2 separate regions of the Mus musculus genome follow, and region 1 is linked to region 2. The links are chromatin contacts, called in public Micro-C maps. All regions are on one chromosome and are shown on one strand. The core of a region is the stretch at or near the end of the contact, and the rest is flanking DNA. Distances in the headings are between cores, read along the strand shown.

Region 1 (3,102 bases), core at 89-2,588, 5.8 Mb before region 2:
GCGCTCGACAGGTGGGTGCCAGGCAACTAGCTAGAGCCTGAGGCGCTGCTGGAACCCAGCTGCGCTCAGGGCGCGCGGGCGTGGCCAACAAGTCCGAGCTGTGAAATGCTGGGGACTTTCGCGCTTTGCCGAAGCAGCGCTGGAGACCTGGTGTCAGAAAGTCCAGCAGGTAAACTCCAGCAGGGACAAAGCTGTCAGTTCGAGCCACAGCAATGCTCCTGAGAGCAAGCCAAAAACGTACAAAAGGGAGTCACTATAGCAGAGTCTCAAGTTAGCCAGACTCAGCCTGAGTTCTGTGGCTGTGCTCATCTGTGTCATGGGGATCCCCCACAACCTTTGACTTTCTTTGGAGCATTTGCACGTGGGCTTCGAAGGCCCAGGAGACCCGGCCCACCAATTCAGTCACTTGTCCCTTGGTTATTTAGAATCGATGTGGCCTAGTACCATGCAACTGTTCATCATAGCGCTCCAACCAAGTGCGCAACTCAGACACCTGGTAACCGTCGGGGCCACGGCCTCCCTGGTACATGATGGTGCCACTCTGGATGACGTAGAGGCGCTCAAAATAGGCACCATATGCGGAACTGCTAGAGTTGGCCATAGTGTCCAGGACCAGAGCACAGCCAGGTGCACCTTGTTGTAGTACTCTCGCTGCGCTGACACGGTCCTCCAGGCTGCGGTGCTGGGGGATGACATAGGGTGAATCTGTGGTGACCCAGCCGTCGGATGGGTGGGCTTCCTCGATGTAGATGATAAGGAAGTCAACGTCGCGCTGGTACTTGGTGACCAGGCGCTGGAAGGCGCTCATCCGCGCCATGAACGGTGGTCAGGTACAGCTGCCAAAATTGAGCACCAACGGGCGGGTCCCTTGTGCGTAGTCGAGGATGCGCTGGCTCTGGAAGCCATCAGGTCGGACAACCTCCGAGTTGGGCGCTGGGCCACCCTCATGGGCTTGCTTGAAGAAATCCAATTTCTGGCCATGCCACACGGCTTTGAGAGAGGCCAGGGTGCACAGACGGTTGTCGTCTGATACGCATATGGGCGGGTCGTCAGGGGGCATCTCCTCGCCTTCACTGTTGAGCTCTACTTCGGGCTCAGGGTGGTCAGGATGGCGACGGCGCAGGAAATGCTTGCGGATGCACAAGAAATCTAAAAGCCAGAGCATGAAGGCCGTGCCTAGGAAGCGCGGGAACAGCACGAGGCACGAGGCGGTCTGGGCGCAGAGCCTCAGCGAGTGAAGCAGCAGAGAGCGGAGCATGGTGGCCGCGGGCCCCGAAGCCCCCGGGGGCCCTTCACCTTCTCCGACCACCAACCTCGAGGCGGCCTGGCGAGGCATCTGGTCCTCGGTGCTCTGGGAGCTCAATTTATAGTCAAAGCTTGAATTGGCGGGAGACTCCACCTCCGACCGGGGCCCGCCCCCTTGCAACTTGAGCCCGGAGGGATCACCCAGAGGCGCGGCCAATGCCCCAGAAATCTTGGGTCGAGGGCGGGCGCAGGCTGGTCGAGGGTGGAGCGGTGCGTCCCGGGGCTGGCAGGGGCGGGCCTGAGTCCCGCAGCCCGCTCTCAGGGGCGGGGGACCCCGAAGCCGCTGTGTCCAGGGACTAGGAGCCCGATCTCAGAGCCAAGCAGTCAGTGGTGGCAATGGTGTAACCCGCGCAAGCGCCTCGCACCTCCTAGGTCCCAGCGGGCGGGTCCCAGCCCGCGCCCTCTTCGCCGCGCACCTGAGCTGAGTTCCCCGGCGGCCGCAGCGCCGCGCCGGAGCTCCGGTTCGCTTCCCGCGCGCCGCCGCCAACGCCGCCCACGCTGCTGCTGCTCGTGCGGGGTCGCTGCCCAGGTACCGCGGGAGTCCAGGTCTGCGGCCGCCGCTCGGCCGGCCCCCGGCTGCAGCCCCGCCGGGGACGCGGGCCCGCGAGGAGGCAACTTTGGGTTCCCGCCGCCTTCCCCGCTCGCCCGCGGGCGCCGCTCGACTGCCGCAGCCCGTCCGCCCGCCTCCCGCGCGCGCTCACACTCGCGCCTCGCACACGGCCGCCCCCCGCACCGCCCCGCCACGCACACCGCGCTCCGCGCCCCCCGCCGCTGCCCGAGCTTGCCGCGCGCCGCCCCAGTCCGCGCCGCGCCCGCCCCGTCCCATCTCGCTCCCGCCGGACGCCGCGGTTCCCGGGTCAGCTGCCCCTCGGCTCCAGCCCGGAGGTGCCGAGGGCAGGGCCCGCGGGTGGGCTGGCGCCCAGCTCGGGAGACCCGGAGAGTCGCGGCAAGCGACGCCGGGCCTCGCCCTCGGCCGGCTCCGGGACGCCCTGGGCGCGGGGCGCTGCGGGCGCGGGGCGCGGGGCAGCGGGCGCGGGGCGGCGCCGGCCCCGGGCGGCTCTCCCACTAGGGGTAGCTGTTGCCTGAACGCGGGAGCGCTCCCCTCTCGCCGCTTGCCTCGCCCGGCGCAGCCCCGGCCGCCGGGCGCACCCGTCCCGTTCGTCCCCGGACGTTGCTCTCTGCCCCGGGAACGTCGAGACTGGAGCGCCCGAACTGAGCCACCTTCGCGAACTCGGAGCGCGGCGGCCCGACTCAACCGCGGAGGCGCCCGGACGCGTAAAGTGCGTACTTTCAACAGGGAACGTGTGCTGAGGCTTTTTAGGGGTGCGGGGCAACTCCCCAACAGCGTGGGGCTCTGGTCGGCTCTGCCACAGCGGCGCAGACCTCCTAATCTGTCTCTGCGCGTGGCGCACTGCTGGAGACTTGGGTTCAGGGGCGGCGGGGCTGCTTGACCTGGGGTCCTCGAGACCCTAAGCAAGTTCCACTTTAGATACACCTCACAATGACCCCTCAGGTCAAGGCCTCAACCCGAAGGCAGCGCCTAAGAATCGCACTCCCTAGAATGCTCCAGCACTCACAGGGGCCTTCTCTGGGGTAACGGGACCCCAGCCGGATACTACAGCTCCAGCTGCTTGCGTCCCATGCATCGCCCTCTCGGGAGAGACCAGCTACCTAACTTTCTCTACCAGAGACCGCGCTGGCGTCTCGGGAGGGTGAGCACAGTCAGACCACTTTCCATTAGCCATGGAACTTGTCCGGAAAAGTCGACCTCAAGTAGCCCAGAGGGCGCCCAGGTAG
Region 2 (3,062 bases), core at 150-2,649:
GGGACGCACGACTTTGGGCCTCTGTTTTCGTTCTGCCCAGAGGGTCGCCTACCTTCCCGCAGGTCGCCCAGCCGCCAGCGCGCAGATCTAGGCTGGCTGCGCCTCCCGCGGTTCGGCCGTGCCTCACGGAGAATCCCGCAAATCATCACGGCCGCCCGCAGTGGCCCGACTTTTGTCCAGGCCGCTGGGGTCCCCCGGAGGCCAGCGCGGGCCTGGAAGGACAGCTAGAGGCCTTTCGGAGAGCTCGCTGATTGAGAGAGGGACGCCACTCAATATGTTGAGAAAGGAGACAGGCAGTCCCGGTAGATCCCACGAGAATTAAAGCCAAAAAAATTTTTTTTGGGGGGGGGGAAGGCACCCCTTCTCCCAGACTAATAATCAAAAATACACAGAACCTATCGGCACCCACGCGGGAAGCCTCTGGAAGCATCGCTTCAGAGCGCTCCTCTGGGTGGTGAATTTTAAAGACTGGCTGAATTTGCTCTTCACTGGTGTGTTAGGAGCTAGGGAGAGTCAGGGTAGTTTTCAGACCCAGAGTGACCGCTTTAAGAAGAAGAAGAAGAAAAAAGACAACTTGTACGAAGGCGGACGCGTTTCTACTTTCATGGTTTTTGCTCTGAGAAAATTTGGCTTTCGCAAAAACAAAAGATTTTGGGAAAGAGACGGAGGGGGGGGTGGAGAAGTGAAATTAGGCAGTGAGTTCACGGGGTAGGGGGTTGGCTGCGGGGGGGGGGCACTTTCAGTCTTAGTTGAGGGAGGACACAGCCACCCTCATTTCTTAAAAGCAAACAGATTCCGAAAGAGAGTAAAAAGTAGTCCTAAAGTAAAATTAGCCACAATGAATTTGAGCTACAACCATAGGAAATCGCACCCCATAATAGAGAGAAAAGGGTCGGGGCGGAGAGGTCGGCGGCGGAGTTGTTAACGGCGGCAGGACAATAGTATTAATAAGATTAACCTGGGCAATTAGGCCGCCCGCCCAGCAAGGCCGGGGCCGCGCCGGGGCTGCCGAATGGAAAAGATTAGGTTAATTTCATTAATTCTCAATCCACAATCTTTTTCAGGCCCTGTGGCCCCCCTCCTCTTGGCATCTCTCCCCCTCCCCTGCAAGCGCCCCCCGCCCACCCCCACCTCCCCATTCCACACCACCCAAAGGAAAAGAAAAGGACCAAATCTGGTTCTGTTTGTCATCTGCATATTACCAGGAACTAAATCCAGGATGACGTCGACTCAGTATAAAACCAACAAGAGGTTGAGCCGGTCGGAGCTGCGTCCTACCCGCGGGTTGAGTTCAGCTAGGCGGCGGCGAGGGGAGGAGAGGGCGGGAGGAGGGAGTTCGGACGCAGGGGGCGGGGAGGGGCGCGAGTTGCGCGCTCGCCCGCGCTCTCTTTCGGTTTGCTCGCCCGCGGGAGCAGAGAGTGGGACAATTCCCAACCCCCACCCCAAACAACACCACTTGGAGACTTCTTCTTCTTCGGCGCGTCCCCGCCGCCCCCCGGTCCCGACGCGGGGCTCGGGGATGCCCGCCAGCATGTTCAGCATCGACAACATCCTGGCCGCCCGGCCGCGCTGCAAAGACGCGGTGCTCCCGGTGGCGCCCAGCGCCGCGGCTCCGGTGGTCTTCCCGGCTCTACACGGGGACTCGCTCTACGGCGCCGGCGGCGGCACCTCCTCGGACTACGGCGCCTTCTACCCGCGCCCTGTGGCCCCCGGAGGCGCGGGCCTCCCGGCCGCGGTCGGCAGCTCCCGCCTGGGCTACAACAGCTACTTCTACGGGCAGCTGCACGTGCAGGCGGCGCCCGTGGGCCCGGCTTGCTGCGGGGCTGTGCCGCCGCTGGGCGCCCAGCAGTGCTCCTGCGTCCCGACGCCCCCAGGTAGGGTCGCGATCGCTCGCGAGCCGGCCTTCGCCACTGCGGCAGTCGGTGGCTGCCGGGGCATGGACGCGCGGTTTGCTTGCTTTACTCACCTGGCACCAACTTTCTCCCTTTGCAAGCCTTCCCCGTTCTCCCATTTATTTATTTATCTTTTACTTTTAATTAATTAATATATTTTTGGGTCACCGGGTACGGGGACTTTGCATACGTCTACTGTAAACTTTAGGTTAGAGTTTAAAAAGCCGAGTCACCGGGAGTCTCGGGGCGACTCCACGCGCGCGCGGGAATGAAGTGAGGACGCGGGGAGATTCTAAAGTGCCTGAACTGGCTTTTGGATGTGTGCAGGCAGACGCTCCTTCCACGTCTGGGCATCCCTGGTCTCGGTGCCCCCCAAAGACATAGCGCCCCTTGCAGACTTTTTTTATTTTTAAGTGAGCGAGGGCAGCGAGCGGGTTGGCTTACGGTGCCGAGGGAGGATGACTGACTCCCGTCCCTCTCTCTGTCGCAGGCTACGAGGGCCCCGGTTCTGTACTGGTGTCTCCGGTGCCGCACCAGATGCTGCCCTACATGAACGTGGGCACGCTGTCGCGCACTGAGCTGCAGCTGCTCAACCAGCTGCACTGTCGGCGGAAGCGGCGGCACCGCACCATCTTCACCGATGAGCAGCTCGAAGCCCTGGAGAACCTCTTCCAGGAGACGAAGTACCCAGACGTGGGCACTCGGGAGCAGCTGGCCAGGAAGGTGCACCTTCGGGAGGAGAAGGTGGAGGTAGGCAAGAGCCCCAGCGGGGGTGGGCTGGGGTGGGGGCGTCTAGCGGTCCTTCCCTGCACGCGGCTTTTGCCGGGTCCTCCTTTGGGATGTGGCCACTCTAAGAGCATCCCAGAGGCTGTGGCCTGGAGGCTGCCCGAGGGTACTTTAGGCCCAAGAAGGAAAAGAGGAAGCGTGGAGGGTGCTTCTCCTTTTGTTGGTCTTGAGCACAGCGATTGCCTGCGGATTTCTCCCTGCCAGGCTAAGGTTCCACGGTCAGGCTGTCCCCTGGCCACGCGGGGCCACCCGGTGCCCTGGTGTCGGTGGGCAGCAGCCTTTAGGTCACCACTGTTTGGTTGCGCAACAGGTCTGGTTTAAGAACCGCCGAGCCAAGTGGAGACGACAGAAGCGATCCTCCTCGGAGGAGTCAGAAAACGCCGA

Evidence for each region. A called contact is a pair of places that touch in the nucleus more often than the background predicts.
Region 1: a Micro-C map of embryonic stem cells shows a contact between it and region 2, with 8 times the contacts expected there. The contact joins the promoter of Dio3 here to the promoter of Gsc in region 2. A contact is called at or near these places in 1 of 39 promoter capture datasets (cranial neural crest) and 2 of 484 Hi-C or Micro-C datasets (both in embryonic stem cells).

What each region holds. Positions count from the first base shown.
Region 1 is chr12:110,277,466-110,280,567 of GRCm38.p6, reverse strand. It overlaps Dio3 (deiodinase, iodothyronine type III), which reads right to left and starts at 1,338. Exons shown (of 1, transcript NM_172119.2): 1 at 1-1,338. The coding sequence starts at 1,336. The coding sequence ends at 422. It overlaps Dio3os (deiodinase, iodothyronine type III, opposite strand), which reads left to right and starts at 2,500. Exons shown (of 4, transcript NR_002866.2): 1 at 2,500-2,585; 2 at 2,819-3,017. Mir1247 (microRNA 1247) reads left to right here and starts at 2,439; the gene lies at 2,439-2,520.
Region 2 is chr12:104,471,573-104,474,634 of GRCm38.p6, reverse strand. Gsc (goosecoid homeobox) reads left to right here and starts at 1,399. Exons shown (of 3, transcript NM_010351.1): 1 at 1,399-1,874; 2 at 2,383-2,642; 3 at 2,989-3,062. The coding sequence starts at 1,520. Gm10000 (a long non-coding RNA gene) reads right to left here and starts at 1,105. Exons shown (of 6, transcript XR_381874.2): 1 at 53-1,105.